2 separate regions of the Anas platyrhynchos genome follow, and region 2 is linked to region 1. A link is a contact called in public Hi-C data. All regions are on one chromosome and are shown on one strand. The core of a region is the stretch at or near the end of the contact, and the rest is flanking DNA. Distances in the headings are between cores, read along the strand shown. Region 1 overlaps ZMIZ1 (zinc finger MIZ-type containing 1). Region 2 overlaps ZMIZ1 (zinc finger MIZ-type containing 1).

Region 1 (7,286 bases), core at 858-3,357:
CAAAAGCTAAGAGTATCAGTATGAAAAGTGCAGCTAAGATAGCCCTACCAACACTCCATTTGCAAATATAAAATTCTGAAAGAAAGAAAAAAAAAGATTGCTTTTCCTTTATGGTAGTATCAGTAAAAACCAGTGCTCTGTCTCAGTTCTTACTACTAAATCTCAACCTTGAAAAGCCCAGGTGCATCCATGGCTTCTCACGCCTATGGCATGCAGTTGTATAAGCCCCAGATGTGCACGCACTGCTGTATACCCCCAGCTGATGCTAAGAAAATGGGGACCTGGCTAATAGCTAAATTTAAATCAAATTATAAATCTTTTTATTCAATTTTGTTTCCATTTAAAAATTAATTTGGTTCAGCGATAGGCATGTGACTGCAGACTGAAATGCTCTTTATCTAGACAGCAAGCTACAGCTGCCTTGACCCTTATCTAGAGGGACTCTTTAATCTATTAATTCAGTTTTTATGCCCATTCAGTTCTTGACCTCTCTGACTCAAGTTCCAGTTAGTGACACTCGTGATGGTTGTTTCTGTGATGGAGACACCTGCCCATTAACAATGGGACCGAGCTGAACAACCTTTCTCTTCTCATCTAGGCCACTAAGCAGGCAGATGGTGACAACATTTGGTCACCACTGATTGGGCTTGCATTTGAACCCTTGACCTAAAGGTGAAGGCCACTGTATCCTATTAGGAATACGAGCCATCAAATTTAGTTTTAGTTGCAATATCTCGCCTCAAGATGTGTGTAAAGTCACTTTGCGAATATGCAAAGGAAAACACTTCTCCTTCATCTGTTCTTTCTTTTATTGTTATATAGTTTAATTAATGCTGTTAACTCTTCATGTTAGCAGCATCTTGCTTATGTGAGTGTCTTATGTTAATGCACACTAACTACTAACAAAAACACTCCGAGATCCTGTCTCAGGAACAGTTCTGAATTTTCCCATTTGAAAACACGATGATACACGCACACACTGTTTTAGGGACTCTTCCCACTGTTGCCATCAGAAGGCTTTGCCTTTTTTGTTTCCATAATTACTACACTATTTCCCAGGAGGTGGTTTCTACTATTAAGCAGCTACTGCAGAGGCTGGATTCTCTTGTTGCGTGTTCCCTGACTCGCCCAGCCGTAGTGCAGCACGACTTGGTCAGCGTTCCTACGTCTGTTGGTCTCTTGAAAGCTAGCGTGTGCCTAACTATCAACATCCAGGACTGTGACACTGTTTTCATTATCCTGGTGTCTGTAGTACACAATGTACTCTATCCCTTTCCTCTGTTTTCGTAGAATTCTGCATATTTTTCAAGGCCCAGAAGATTATCATACTCCAATTTCTTCATAAAGATTTCAGTCAGGTTAACAAAAAATAAGAAATGTTACTAATCCATGACTTCTAAAGAGTATGTTTCTATTTAGATGTAACTAGGAAAGATGGATATGCATGTTATTTAGACCTACAAAGAGCTGCCAGCATGAGCTGACAAAAAAAAAAAAAAGGTCTATAATAAGTTACAGAAAATACCCTGAGGCTTACGCTGCAAGCACTGCTACCAGACACACTGCATCATTCACAGTTGCTTTAAGTTTCTAACCGACGGATCAGCAGTTTTATTCCTGTCTGAAACAACAGGCCATGGGATTTCTCCATCTACCTATTTGATCATGCACGCTGCATTTTATCTGCTGAGGCGGTGTCTGGATGTGTGCATTTAGCTATCGTTTCCAGCTCTAGGAGTTTCAGTCTTATACATATGAACAGCACAACAAAGCAGGTTGAAAGATGAGAGGTGAGCATTTCAAAGCATGCAATATGAGAGCAAATACTGTTCGGTGAGTTTGTGTTTGATGTCTGCGTATGAAGTTAACTCATGCTAACTAAGATTGTGTCTGGGCCAAGGCCTTCTGCGCTACTGAGCAGAAGGCCCCTCCGTAGCGCCGTGCTGTGTACGTGGTGGCACTTTGTGCGGCTCTGCATTCGTTTCGTGGCTTCCCAGCCCAGCCAGTCCGTGCCAGTTCCTGGCCCGTGGCGCGGCACAAACCCACGCAGCCTGCTCTCGCTTCCCCTGCTGGGTGCTGCCTTCTGGGAACCTCGGCTCAGCGGCCGCATTCCCAGCAGAGCAGACCACCTATGAAGACAAATAAACGCTGGCTGTCAAGTGTTAGTCATACATGCGCCCTGTGGAGTCTCACTAGAGGGCACTCCTGTTTTTAACATTAAAAAACTCTCCTGCCAACTGCACTGCCCGGGCTGGTACGGGGCAAGCTGCCTGAGGGGTGCTGGAGACCCCCCCAGGAGCATGGAGACTGATGGACCTCTGGAAGAAAACTGTCTCAGGAAGGAAGGAAGGAGGGCTTGAGGGATGCTTTCACAGGAAGAAGAGAATTGAACCTTAGAAGACAGCAAGTGTAAGTATGTGGAGACATCATGATCTGGAGGATTTGGATATGGTATTTTTTGACTCTTTTTCCCCCCAGAAATTGAGATCTGAGTTGGAGTTGCTAACTATATTTATGTTTTAGATGTCCGTAAGGGAAGTGGTAGGGAGTTCTTTGCTGACTTATCACACTGCATGCTGTCTGAACTGCTGGGTTTGCACTAAGCAGGATCTTCATACTCCTTCTTAGTAGTTATACTCGGTGGAAGGACGACAGTAGCAACCCCAGTTGTTCTTAGTGGGCAGAAAAGAAATTAAATGAGGAGTTTAATGTAAGAGCAAGACCAAGCTGCTAAACTCTGACAGGAGTAGACCCAGGTTTGCAGCTGTCTTAAGTGGTGGCTGAGGGGTTACAGTGGGTTTTGAATGCTATTTACTGGATACATGATTTTTTGGAAACAAATCTTGAGATTTGCAACTCGCTAGGAGCCGCTAAACAATGGAGCCTTTTTTTGTTTAATAACACAGCTCATCCAGATGTCAATAATTAGGTAAAACAGTGCATCATCTTGATTGCCTAGTGGTTGGTAATCAGTACAGAGCTAAAGGCTGCTTTATAAACAGCAGTTGGTATATCATAGGCTGCCTTTGCTCGAGCTGTGAGCTGCTTAGCAGAAAGGATGCAGGAGGATGGCGAAGCAGCCATCCGCCAGCAAATTAGAAGCGCAAGTGTTATGTTAGGCAAGGTGAGGAGAGGTGGTGGCCTGTCTGTTCCTGGGAATTCATTACATGCCTGCATGTCCCTAGAAGGGTGATAAGGAAGATGTGTGTGAGAGATTTGCAATTCTGTTTTCCTTCAAAGTTGTAAATCAGTAGCACTCTGCTCTATTAAGGCTATACCAGGGCAAGCAGGAATGTGCTAATGGTCTTGCCCAGCGAAACGTTCTTTGTGCACTCTTTAAAAATTTGCACTAGAATAAACTCTCTGATAAGGAAAAAGAGCCTAAGTAATCTCAGGGTCCTGTAAGCTTTTTAATAATTAAAGGTGGTAATATATCACGATGGACTTGTAGGCTTGTTTTCTTTCAGGATATTCATCTAAGTGAGCTTCTGTAAATTGGCTTTGTGTATGGCTAAGAGAGATGTATTGAAGAAAACACGAGCCTCACAATATACTTCATACAGATACTTTTATGTACCTGTGTGATTGGACTAATTGAGCAGTTCATAATTTTTGTGTATATATTCCCATAACACCCCAGGAAAATGTGTTATCCCTGTGCCACTGCTGTTAAACGAATGCATAGAAAGGCTATATGGGTTGCCCAGGCTTACATGGGAGGAATTACGGAGTTGAATGCAGCTTCATTAGTCTCTTGGCTAGGGCTCCAAATAATAGATAAATTCTTCCCATTTTATTGTGTATGAAAATCATATATGTGTGCACATGTTAGTGTAGGGAAGGAGGCTTACACAAATGACTGAATATATCACATAAAATAGCCATGTCTTACAAAACACAAGCCTCTGTAAAGGTCTCCTCACCATGTTTATTTCTGGCTATTCTTGGAAATGAGTATATTAGATTTTACTAATGAGCATGTAGAATTTACAACAAAACATATAGGTCATCCATTAATTATATAAGAGACTTTACTCTTCCTTTTTGTAGTGAAAAATCAAGGATCATATAACAAGGAATTTTTTGTTGTTGTTTATCAGACTGTGTAGGATTAAAAATAATGTTGCATACCATTAACACACTTTCCAAAAGTGCGAAGGAAATAAAGTTTTGTTTTAAAAAATGGTGCAGTATAAAGAGTCTGTATTCCTCTAAGTCAGTGAAGGCTCTGGTTTCTTAGGAACTGATCTAGACTCACTCTATAATCAATGGACAGAAATAGACATCTCCAGAGAGCTATTTGTCCCACCTATTTTGACATCTGTCTTAGCAAGGGACAGATTGGCCTCTGGTAGTACCTGTCTCCATTGACTATTGAAGGAACCTGGATGATGAGCTTAGACTAAAGCTCTTCTATTACATAGCCTTTTTAGGTCTTTTTGCTAGGGTAGAAGAAAAATCACTAACAAAACCAAAAATTTCTTGTGTGTAGTAGGGGTGTTTTCTTTTCTCTGCAGAAATCTCAACCTAACATGATGAGTCAACCATATTCTGTTAAAATGTGTTGTTTTTTTGTTAAAAAAGTTTACTTGTTCTTATAATGTTTTTTACACCACCATATAGAAATGGAAGACTAGTACTTTCTGCTGTGGACAAAAATGTTAAGGAGAATTTGAGCTTTGAATTTATTAATTTTTTAATTGTTGTTGGGTTTTAGGTGTATCATCATGTATTTAAAAATGCTTTGGGATTCTGTAAAATAATGAAATAAAAAGGGGGTCTATTCCATGACATGTGCTTTCTAACAATATATGGATGAGATACCTGTTCCAAAACAGAAGCAGCCAAAGATAATAGTAAATCTGTACGATCTATAACCCAGTCCCTACAGACTTAAATTAATTACACAGCTCAACAAATACTAACCTTACATACAAAGTTAAATGTCTTCTGGCTGTTTCAGAAGGAAGAACAAATGCTTTTCATTTTTCTTAGCTGTTGTGGTACTTGTGTATAATTTTGAAAGTAAAATTACTTTTTCCACTTATTTGTCTTTTTCCTCCTATATTGGACAAAATATTTATTGTTTCCTTTTTCTAGCAGAGCTTGAAATTAATTTTTTAACTACATTTCTTAGTGCAAAATCCATGACCACGATGCTTAAAGAAAGAGAACTATTTATTTTTAGCTGAGGCTACAAAGCATGTAAAGGTTTTTGCATACATTTCAGTTTTTTAAAAAAAACAAAACAAAAAAACAGGTGCATATGCATTTTCTTCAATTGCTGTTCTAAAAAGTTTTAAGTAGCCTGATCAAACCTTATGTACTTCTATGCAGTGCTCAAATTGCTGTAGTGTGAAGCATTATGCTATTTTGTTATTTGTAAATTTTCAGTAGTACCATATCATTAATTTATTTGTTCCCCAGAACTTGAAATAATCTGTGTGCATTATATTTATTTTTTAAGGTCCCTATGATGTCTTACTGACAAAACCTTAAGAACTGTAAGGACTGAAAATGCTCGTAGTAATATAACTGTTGTAATTTTCATGTAAATTACATATTTGCTATTTTTCCCAAATTATTTGCATAGCCAATGGGACAGAATTCCAGGAGCACTACAAACACCTGGATTTTTTGATGCAGACTTCCCAGTATAAAGACTGTCAAGTCAAAACATGGTTGACAACTCTTCACGATTCATCTTGGTTTTGCAGTTATCAATAGTTAAAGTAGCCTTTATTGTGTGTGTGTAAGTAAATGAAAATAACTTCAACACACATAAAACTAGTATGCCCTGAAAAAATATAGGATTTTTGCGCAGTAATTTTTTTATTTGTAACTTTAAGTTACTGAGCTGATCTTGTATTATTTTTTAATGCGATCTTTATCATGTGTTTTATGGTGTAAGTTTTATGAGGAAATACTGAGAACTGTTGGCTCTTAAACATTGCACAAAGAGAATCCTTTTGCATCACAGTGATAGCTAGTGGAAGAAAAGACTGCAATTTGTGAAGAACTGGAGTTGCAAAACAGCAATTCATGATATAAATTCTGGAATTACTTTGGGGAGGGGGGGAGCTGAAAGCTGAAAAGCAGTTCTTCATGACTAAGAGCACCTTTGTAAAAATTTAGTATTGTATTGCTATTGATCAGAGTGAGTTGGAGAGTTGCAGTGACAATTAAACATGGGATAGAGAGACAGCTTTATGGTATTGTGCCTTGTTCATTTCTCACTGAAAATCATTATCTTAAAAATAAATATTTACATTTATGTTCGATTCTTGTGTGAGAAACATAGAGCTGTAACAACAGGCTTATTTTGAGACCTGAGCAAACAGGAATTGCATTTTCCTGCAAATTTTGGTCAGAAACCAATAGTAAATTATCTGGTTATAGGTACTTTATGCAAAGCATCAATAATTAAAAATTATAAAAGCCTGTAGTCTTTGCCTACAGATTGTGGTTTATACTACTGGATGTCTCCTTGTTTAGGTTTTTAGGCTGAAAAATCTTAAAGAAACATGATTCCAGAAAGCAGAGAACACTTGTCTTTTAAGGATGGGCCATGTCAAGAAGCATCAAATCTGGATGCTTGAAATCAGTCAATGATTCTGATATTTTACCCAGGTCTGAGGAACAGGAAGATGTATTCTTGGTTTTAGAAAATATATTTTACCCTGCTAAAATTTCTCCAACTTTTTTAAGCAAGAAGAGTTTATGAATAATTGTTAGAACCATGTTGAGCCTTTTTGTAGGCTTCCTTAAGTGCAAACAATCTTTTTTTGGTTAATATTTTGAATATTTGATGCAAAAATGTAAATTACTAAAATACTCTGCATCAGGTCTTCCATTTAGCATTATCCTTTCACACTGCGGAGTAAACTAATGAATTACAGCATGATTACATAGCACATAATTAACTTTGTAATTAATATGCAACTGCCACTTAAACTAAAGTACTGCTTATAAAGATGTACGGCAACAGTAAATCACAGGTCAGAAGTAGCACTTCGGAATTTTCTAAAGAATGAGAGTAAATGCAGAATCACTTACAGCAGCAGAGTAAGTTAATTAAAAAACAGATTAATTGTGAATGTCCTGTTTAATTTTAAATACCTTGGCTATTTCTTTTCCCTGAAGAACGAACAAGTTTAAAGCCTAACTCATTCATTGTTTTCTTATACGACATATTTAAAAATGAGCGGTTGTTTAGCTTTTAACTGCGCTGGTTGTGATTAGGAGTTGGTTAGTATTCTTTCCTTGCTTTGCTCTCTGTAAGGGTA
Region 2 (6,893 bases), core at 2,722-5,221, 52 kb before region 1:
GTTTTTTTTTTTTCCACCAGCAAAAAAAATGTGCATGTATTACATGCAGCCCTAACCAGTTTGCTCTGCTACCGTACGTAAGTAGGAATGCCATAAAGATTTAAAGGAATACTCTACTGCCAAATCTAAGACATTTGTTAGTCTCAATGATGGCTTAATTTTTAGTATTCCTTGGTGCTTCATATCTTGACATTTCTTATGACCTACAATTAAAATGACTTTAGTGAAGTCTCAACCTATATCCAGATTGCTGAGTATGGTTGACTGTCTCCAGGGAAAGGCTTGAACTGCTTGCTAAATCAATTTGTTCTTTTCTCAAAACAGATTAAATATGTTTTACCGGTTTAAATTAAAAAATAAATAACCCCATATGACCTAACTGCTACATGTAAAATTAAAAACGCACTCTGCTCGTTCCGAAGGGTAGGCATTTTGATGCCAACGGTGCGCTGATAGTATTCCACCAGAGAGAGAAGTCAATGGTTAAAAACAAGCATGTCTAATCCTGTCTCGCTGCTCTGTTAGTCTTGTTTGAGAATTAAGTTGATGGCACACTACTTGGGTGGGTGCTAACTGCTAGATGTGGCAATAATCTCCTTGTGCGGAGCCTGCGACGCTCTCCTGCTGCTGCGCCTCCTCCCTCCGGTGAGGTTCGCATTCGTCCTGATCGTGCACACCGCTTTCTTTCCAGGTCACCCAGCCTCCTCGCAGCCCTTCTTTTAGCAGGACTAGCTGCAGAACTCGCTTGTGACTCACCTGCACCATCAGTCGATGCTTCAATATGATTTTATTGGCTCCTCCTGCGCACAGCTTATTTTGTATCCAGCACGCAGCAGAAGTACAGGGGATCGGCAGCTTCTGTGCCGCGCGGAGCTGCGCAGGGCATGCAGGCAGCTGTACACAGGGAGTCGGCTGCACTGGTTATGCCAGCAGCAGCCTTTGTTCCTTCAAACCACTTCCATGGCCGCGCTCGAGTGGGTTATTGTTTGAGGCTGTGTAAGTACAATAGGATAGAAGGGAAAGGGAAGGGGAATTTTTTTTCTAAAACAGAACAAAATAAACTAAAAAAAGTTGCTATGGAAATAGATGGCAAATGGTCTGTAATAATGGGATTTTTCAAGAGGTGTCCAACCTCCAGAACAATGGCTCGGCGCAAGCCAAGGTTAATAGTGCTCATTATCTTACGCTAGCGAGCTGGCAGCGCGCTCCTCTCTCACAAACACGCAGCCCAGCACGCTGCTGCCGGCTGCAGCTCAGGTGGGGACGGTCACTTGGGAAATGGTGGCGAGCCACACGCTGGGGTTGTGCTGGACTTGGCTGCCCCTGGGCTGTCCTTGGCTGCTTCTGGCCACAGCAGGAGCAGCCCGGCCGGGCAGGCAGGAGCTCATGTCTGACAGCCCCACGCAGAGAGGTCACAGCACCTCTTGTCCCTGCTGCGCCTCAGGCCACAGCACCGGGGGGCTGCCGGGGCCACAGTGGTGGCAGCCCGGTGGCTTCGGGTGTGCTGGACCAAGCTGGGCCTCACATGTGGCAGGGGAAAGGGAAGGGGTTCGGGAAAGTTGTTGTCCAAGAAATGGGGTTGTAGTGGAGCAAGCCAGGAGAGGCAAAGGGTTTTGCTGTTGGTGCTGTAAACTGAAGATCGTAGCACTGCTTATTGCTGCCATCAGGTCTTATGCTCAAGGAGTGTGACACAGCCCTAAAATCCCCTTATGTCTCAAAGTGAGGAAGTCACAAGCTGCATCTGAAAAAAGGTGTGCTCGTTATTTTGTGCATTTCAAATAATGTCTAATGTAATTTTGAGATTGATTCCACTTCTGCTTTAAAGGAATCATTAAACTGAATTAAAGGTATATTAAAAAACAAAAACCACACAGAGGAAAAAAACTCAAGGAAGTGGTGACTGAGTAAACAAACCTTTTGCTTTTGCCCCAGTGGAAAATAGGAAAAAACAAGCAAAACTGCAAGTTCTCATTGCTTTTCCGCTCTGCCCCATAGCAGGCCGCCTGCCTCCCCGGAGGCCTGCCAGTGGTAACAGGGCGCCACGCATGGCAGCCGCGAGCTGGGCACCATGTCAGAGCCTGGCAGCCTGGAGCAAAGCACTCTCTGCGGCCCCACGGCCTGTCTGCCGGTGACCCACTGACACAGGGGAGATGGGGACACTCAGGGGCAGTGTGGCTGCCTTCTTCTGCCCCGCTTTGGAGGCAGATTTCTGCCCTTCGGTTTACATCCGTGCTGTAGCCAGCAGACGCTGTGTGTTGGTGGGATGGGTTGGTGTGCTTTTTGGGTTCTGTTTTGCTGAGGATTAGAGGGGGCCAAGCCTAGGCAAAGTTGACAGTTGTCATTCTGAAGCCACCATCCCTCTGACACCCTCATCACTTCTGCCCCTCCACATCTTTTCCTCCCACCTCTGATCCCCTTCCTTGCCCTGTTGCTGCCCGGGAAGGGAGCACAACACCCTTGGCAGGGCAAGGTGATCTTGGTTTACATTTCTGCGATGCTGTGAGCTTAGTCTCTCTTTTTCTCCCAGAAAGCACCTAGTGTGTATTGCTTACTTGAGCAACACTTTATGCCTCTCCTTCATACAGAGCTAGCAGATGTTTTAGCAGAAGACAGCATCAGATGCTCATCAGCCATACACACACCCAAGTTTCTAAAAACTCCTGAGCTGATCAAGGGCTACACTAACTGATGAGGACAGCATTTAATATTTAAACATGTCTAGAAGTTCGTGTGTTTTCCGTGTGGCAGAAGTTCTCTTGCTGACCAGTGAGCTATGTAGGAAGCGCAGCACATTGTGTTCTTCACTTCTGACCCAGTTGCAGCCCGGGATACGTGAGAGCTGGGGTTGCCCACACACTGTTTCACCGCGGTTGTACAGGAATTCCAAGCTTGAACATACTGCAGCTTAAGGAGGATAATGCTAGAACTCAGGAATAATTCATGAAAAGAGGAAAAAACCCTGAAGTGCACCTGCCTAATGTGTTTCCATAATAGGATTGTACAGCACACTTAATTGTCTGTCTTGGCAGTATTTCTGTCTTCTAGGTATTTCTGTGTGCATGTTTTGTTTGCTCTCTTTATTTTTGTTTGGGTATGTAGAGCTCAAGTTGCATTTTGTGTATGACAACTGCAGGTTTTACTCTGGGTTGTCCTTTGGATTAGAGTTCCTCGCTATTGCTTGAACCCAGCCGAGGCTGAGCACTGAGGCTAGCAGCAAGGTCCCCAGGGGCTGAGGAGGCATTGGGGGCCCCAGGTAGATCTGTTGGTGAAGGGGTGACTTGGTGGGACCAGGGCACGGTGAGATGGCAGGGGGAAGGGTGGTGGTGCAGCTGGGCCTTTGGAGGCCTGAAGATGGGCTGCATCGCCTCCTTGTTGGCCTTCTTCCAGTCCCCTTTCACTGCTTCTCTCATGCTTTAATCATAAAGCTATGTGCTGTGCTTTGGCTGTGTCCTGCATATATGCCAACCTTTTCCATTCCTCCACCTCTGCAAAAACACCAAGAACCAAGGCCTTGGTCTTAAAAGCAAAACACTGAAACAGTGCAGTACGTTGGACCTCAGTTGGCAGTGGTGGCAGGGGCCGCAGGAGCCCTGAGAGGCCGTGGCCACCCCACGGGGAGCAAGGACAGCCCGGGGCTGGGGCAGTGGAGGAGGCCAGGCAGGGAGGGGAGAGGGAGTTTTTGAGGCTTTAGGGCATGCCTGATGACCTCTGCAGCTTTGGTTTTCCCCTTGGAAGCCTAGAAATAGCACCTTCAAAACGAACAAGCAACAACAGCAAAACAAAGAGAAGCTGAAAGCTGAGGTTTCCGTGTGATGGTGGGACATCGGAGAGCTGGCTGTAGGAAAAATTCCTGTTATTGCAGGAGACATGATCAAATCGCCAGGGCTGGCAGCCCTGCTGTGCTGCCTCTCCCTCCTGCTCTCAGCCTCCACAGCCCGTGCTGCGTGTGCTGCTTGTCTCTTTCGCTGTATTGATTTTTACAGTGTAATCTACTCAGAGCAAGGGTTTTGTCTATTATGCGTTTGTAATGCACCACACATGCATTACTATAGAAATAATCTAATACAAAGTGCCTGGGATTTCAAACATCCAGTGTTTCATAGCCAAAACATTTGGCCAAGAAATAAACCTCCTGTTTTTGTGCTCCCTCTGCTGGATCCATACGCGCAGGAATTGCTGGCTGTGCCTGGAGCTGCGGGCTCCCCTCTGTTCCCCAGCTCTCATCCCGGCAGCTTCACCATCCTGTGCTGTTTGGTGGATGCTTTCATGAAGCTCTTGGCTCTTCCCCGAGCCCTCTCAGTCAGCTGTATTACAGGATGCGAACTGGGGATCGATGAGAAATTGAGGCAGTGCACTGCACCGCAGCGAGGCTGTGGTTTGACACCAGGCAAGGTTGTTGATGCTGGTTTTACGGTGTTTCCAGTTGTCTCCTCTTCCCCCACCCATCTATTCTCATTTTCAAGGCATAGCCCCCTACCCCCAAACTGTGCCAGTGTGACTGGCTTGAGGATCTTCCTAGAAATAGTCTGAGAGAACTGATCAGGCATTCAAAAAAGCTGCATGTTTTTTTTTTTTTTTTTTTTTTCCATAGGCTGAATGCAGTTGAGAGCAAACCCCTGCCCAGCATGCTGGCAGGGTTGGGGGCTGGCACGAGGGCCCAGGAACAGGCAGGGGTGATGGTCTGGCCTCTGAGCAGGTTGCGGGGTGAAAGCATGGAGCAGATGCTGGTGGGGACCATGCCAGGGAAGCTTGGACCTGATTTGCAAAAGGAGTGGGTGGTCTGTGATGTGAATTCACCGAAATGTTAATGGGATGGCCCTTTTCAGAGGTGCTTTATAAAACAAAACAGGAATTGTGGTGCCAGTTCTGCAGATGGAGGAACTAATGCACAAAAGAGTGGAGCGAAGCGTTGGCTTCCCATTTCACAGCAGTGCAGTTTAAGCTGGTTTAAGCAGCCTCTGATCTACCCTCTGCCATCACGGCTGAGCACTCCTGCCCTCGTGCCCGCTCCCTGCGCTGAGTTGGCACAGCTGTTTATGAGACAGCATGCTGAAGGAAATGAGCTCCCTGATCCAGCTAACCGTGCAGCTGCACAACTGCAGGCTTGGAAGCGAGCGTCCAGGAGGGAGAAGTGAGAGGCAGAGTTGAAGCTGCCAAGCAAACGCCGCAGCCCGACTTGCTGAGGTCCTGTCCCGTCGCACCGGCAGAGCCTGGGATAGTACCCAGCTCCTGGGGTGGGTGGAACAAAAGTTGATCCTTTGGCGGGAGGAACGAAGTTAGATAAATAATTAATTCAGACTTAATTAAAGACCTAGTCTGCGTTAGTTGAGAAAGTCATGTTAACACGTACTAAATCTGAATCAATTAGCATGTTTCCCCTGGCTTGTATAAGCAGAACAAAAGCACTGGGGAAAACTTCTGGATGAGAATAAATATGTTCTGGGGGAAAACAGTCACAGTTCAATGAGGCCTTAAAAGCCAATCATTCACCCAGGGTGCCTGTCAATGTGTAACTTTTCTAGAATTGCCATTTGTTGCGGGCCGAGAACAGCAGAGTTCCCATCTGAAGCAGATTGTCCCTTGGTGGCACTATACATACCAGTGATGGGATGACTGTTTCTAGCATATGTTTTTCAGACATGTTTTTATTCATTGTGAATTGTCAGTGAGGAGGGTAAATAAGATTGCGTAACAAATGTTGCTGCAAGTAACAAGTTCTGTGAAAAACTCAAAGTTTTTCTGCTTTGTTGTTGGTCACCTGTGACTTTTGCATCACATGAGGTTATCCAAGTGCCTGCTTCCATTGCTGGTCATTGTGGAGGTTCTGCACTGGCCATGAGTTGCACGTTATTTTTTTCCACCAGACTTGTTTTTTCCTGTTCAGTGAAAAATTCTCTTGCGTGGAAGTTACTTGGAATTTAGTCAAAAGAGAAGCAAAATGTACTCATCGTGTTCCTTTCTTCAGTATGTGCTGAGTTCTAGAGCCTGGCAGCGTCAGCCTGTAAGGACACCTTGTCTGACTGCTGAAACAGCATGTAACAAAATACACAGTGCCCGTAAACATTCTGCAGTCTCCCTTTACAGTATTTCTTTATAATTAAAAAGCATTTCCTAGAAGTTGCGGTGCTGTGCCAATGTAATTCATAAGCTTGCTTTGTTTTGCTACAGTCAGGATGGTGTTTTTGAGGTATTTTGGTGTATCCATTTAAGCAGAGTTAGGGGGGTTGTTTATTTTTTTAATGGCACTTAGCCTGTAGCAGTCGGTGAGTGCCTGTATAAAGAGAACGGAAGAGACTTCAAGATGACTTTTAACTGGAGGGAAAAAAAAAAAAGACCATTTACTGTTGGTAAACTTTGGTTTAAACCTCAACAGAATCCTGCTATCTTTTCCTCATCTCTTTTTTATGGACAAGAAAACCTGTAAGGCTTAAACTGCTGAAGTGATTCTCCAGAGTTGGGGGTAGCTGGAATTGTGGACCAAGTCTCAGATCTGGTGCTCCAGACTTGTTCCTGGGACTCCTAAATGTCCTTCATTTATCTCAGATCTGCGCAGCGAGCTTTTTCAAATGCTACCGTGTCACTCAGGAGAACGGAAGTATGATGTGCCTGTGCTTTTATTGCAGGAAACTGGATCTTGTTATGTGAGGGCATTGAGGAAACGTGCCCCAGCTACTGAGAGGAAGAAAGGCCGGTGGGGAATACTCAGGTAAGAAGGCTTTACGGACCAGCCGGCAGTAAGAAATACTTGGGGGCCTTCAGTCTTTTTCCAGACGCTGCTTCATGCTTTATGCTTTAACGACTGATCTGGTCACTATCAAAGTTTATTTGTTGTTTTAAGAAGCAGTCCTGTTTGGTCAATTGATTGCAACAACAAAACACTGCAAGCAAAGCCC

The links. A called contact is a pair of places that touch in the nucleus more often than the background predicts.
Region 2: a Hi-C map of small yellow follicle shows a contact between it and region 1, with 2.0 times the contacts expected there. The contact joins two enhancer-like sites. A contact is called at or near these places in 2 of 8 Hi-C or Micro-C datasets (F5 follicle and small yellow follicle).

Annotation. Positions count from the first base shown.
Region 1 is chr6:16,023,227-16,030,512 of IASCAAS_PekinDuck_T2T, reverse strand. The region is part of intron 3 of ZMIZ1 (zinc finger MIZ-type containing 1); the gene reads left to right. Among named protein-coding and RNA genes, the nearest start is that of ZMIZ1, 170 kb to the left of the region's middle. Within about 2 kb of position 2,107, at least 4 of the 8 cell types and tissues checked have an H3K27ac peak or open chromatin away from gene starts, as enhancers often do. A contact at or near this core is called in small yellow follicle, where this site is marked.
Region 2 is chr6:16,077,244-16,084,136 of IASCAAS_PekinDuck_T2T, reverse strand. It overlaps ZMIZ1 (zinc finger MIZ-type containing 1), which reads left to right. Exons shown (of 22, transcript XM_072039497.1): 3 at 6,624-6,706. Among named protein-coding and RNA genes, the nearest start is that of ZMIZ1, 110 kb to the left of the region's middle. Within about 2 kb of position 3,971, at least 5 of the 8 cell types and tissues checked have an H3K27ac peak or open chromatin away from gene starts, as enhancers often do. A contact at or near this core is called in small yellow follicle, where this site is marked.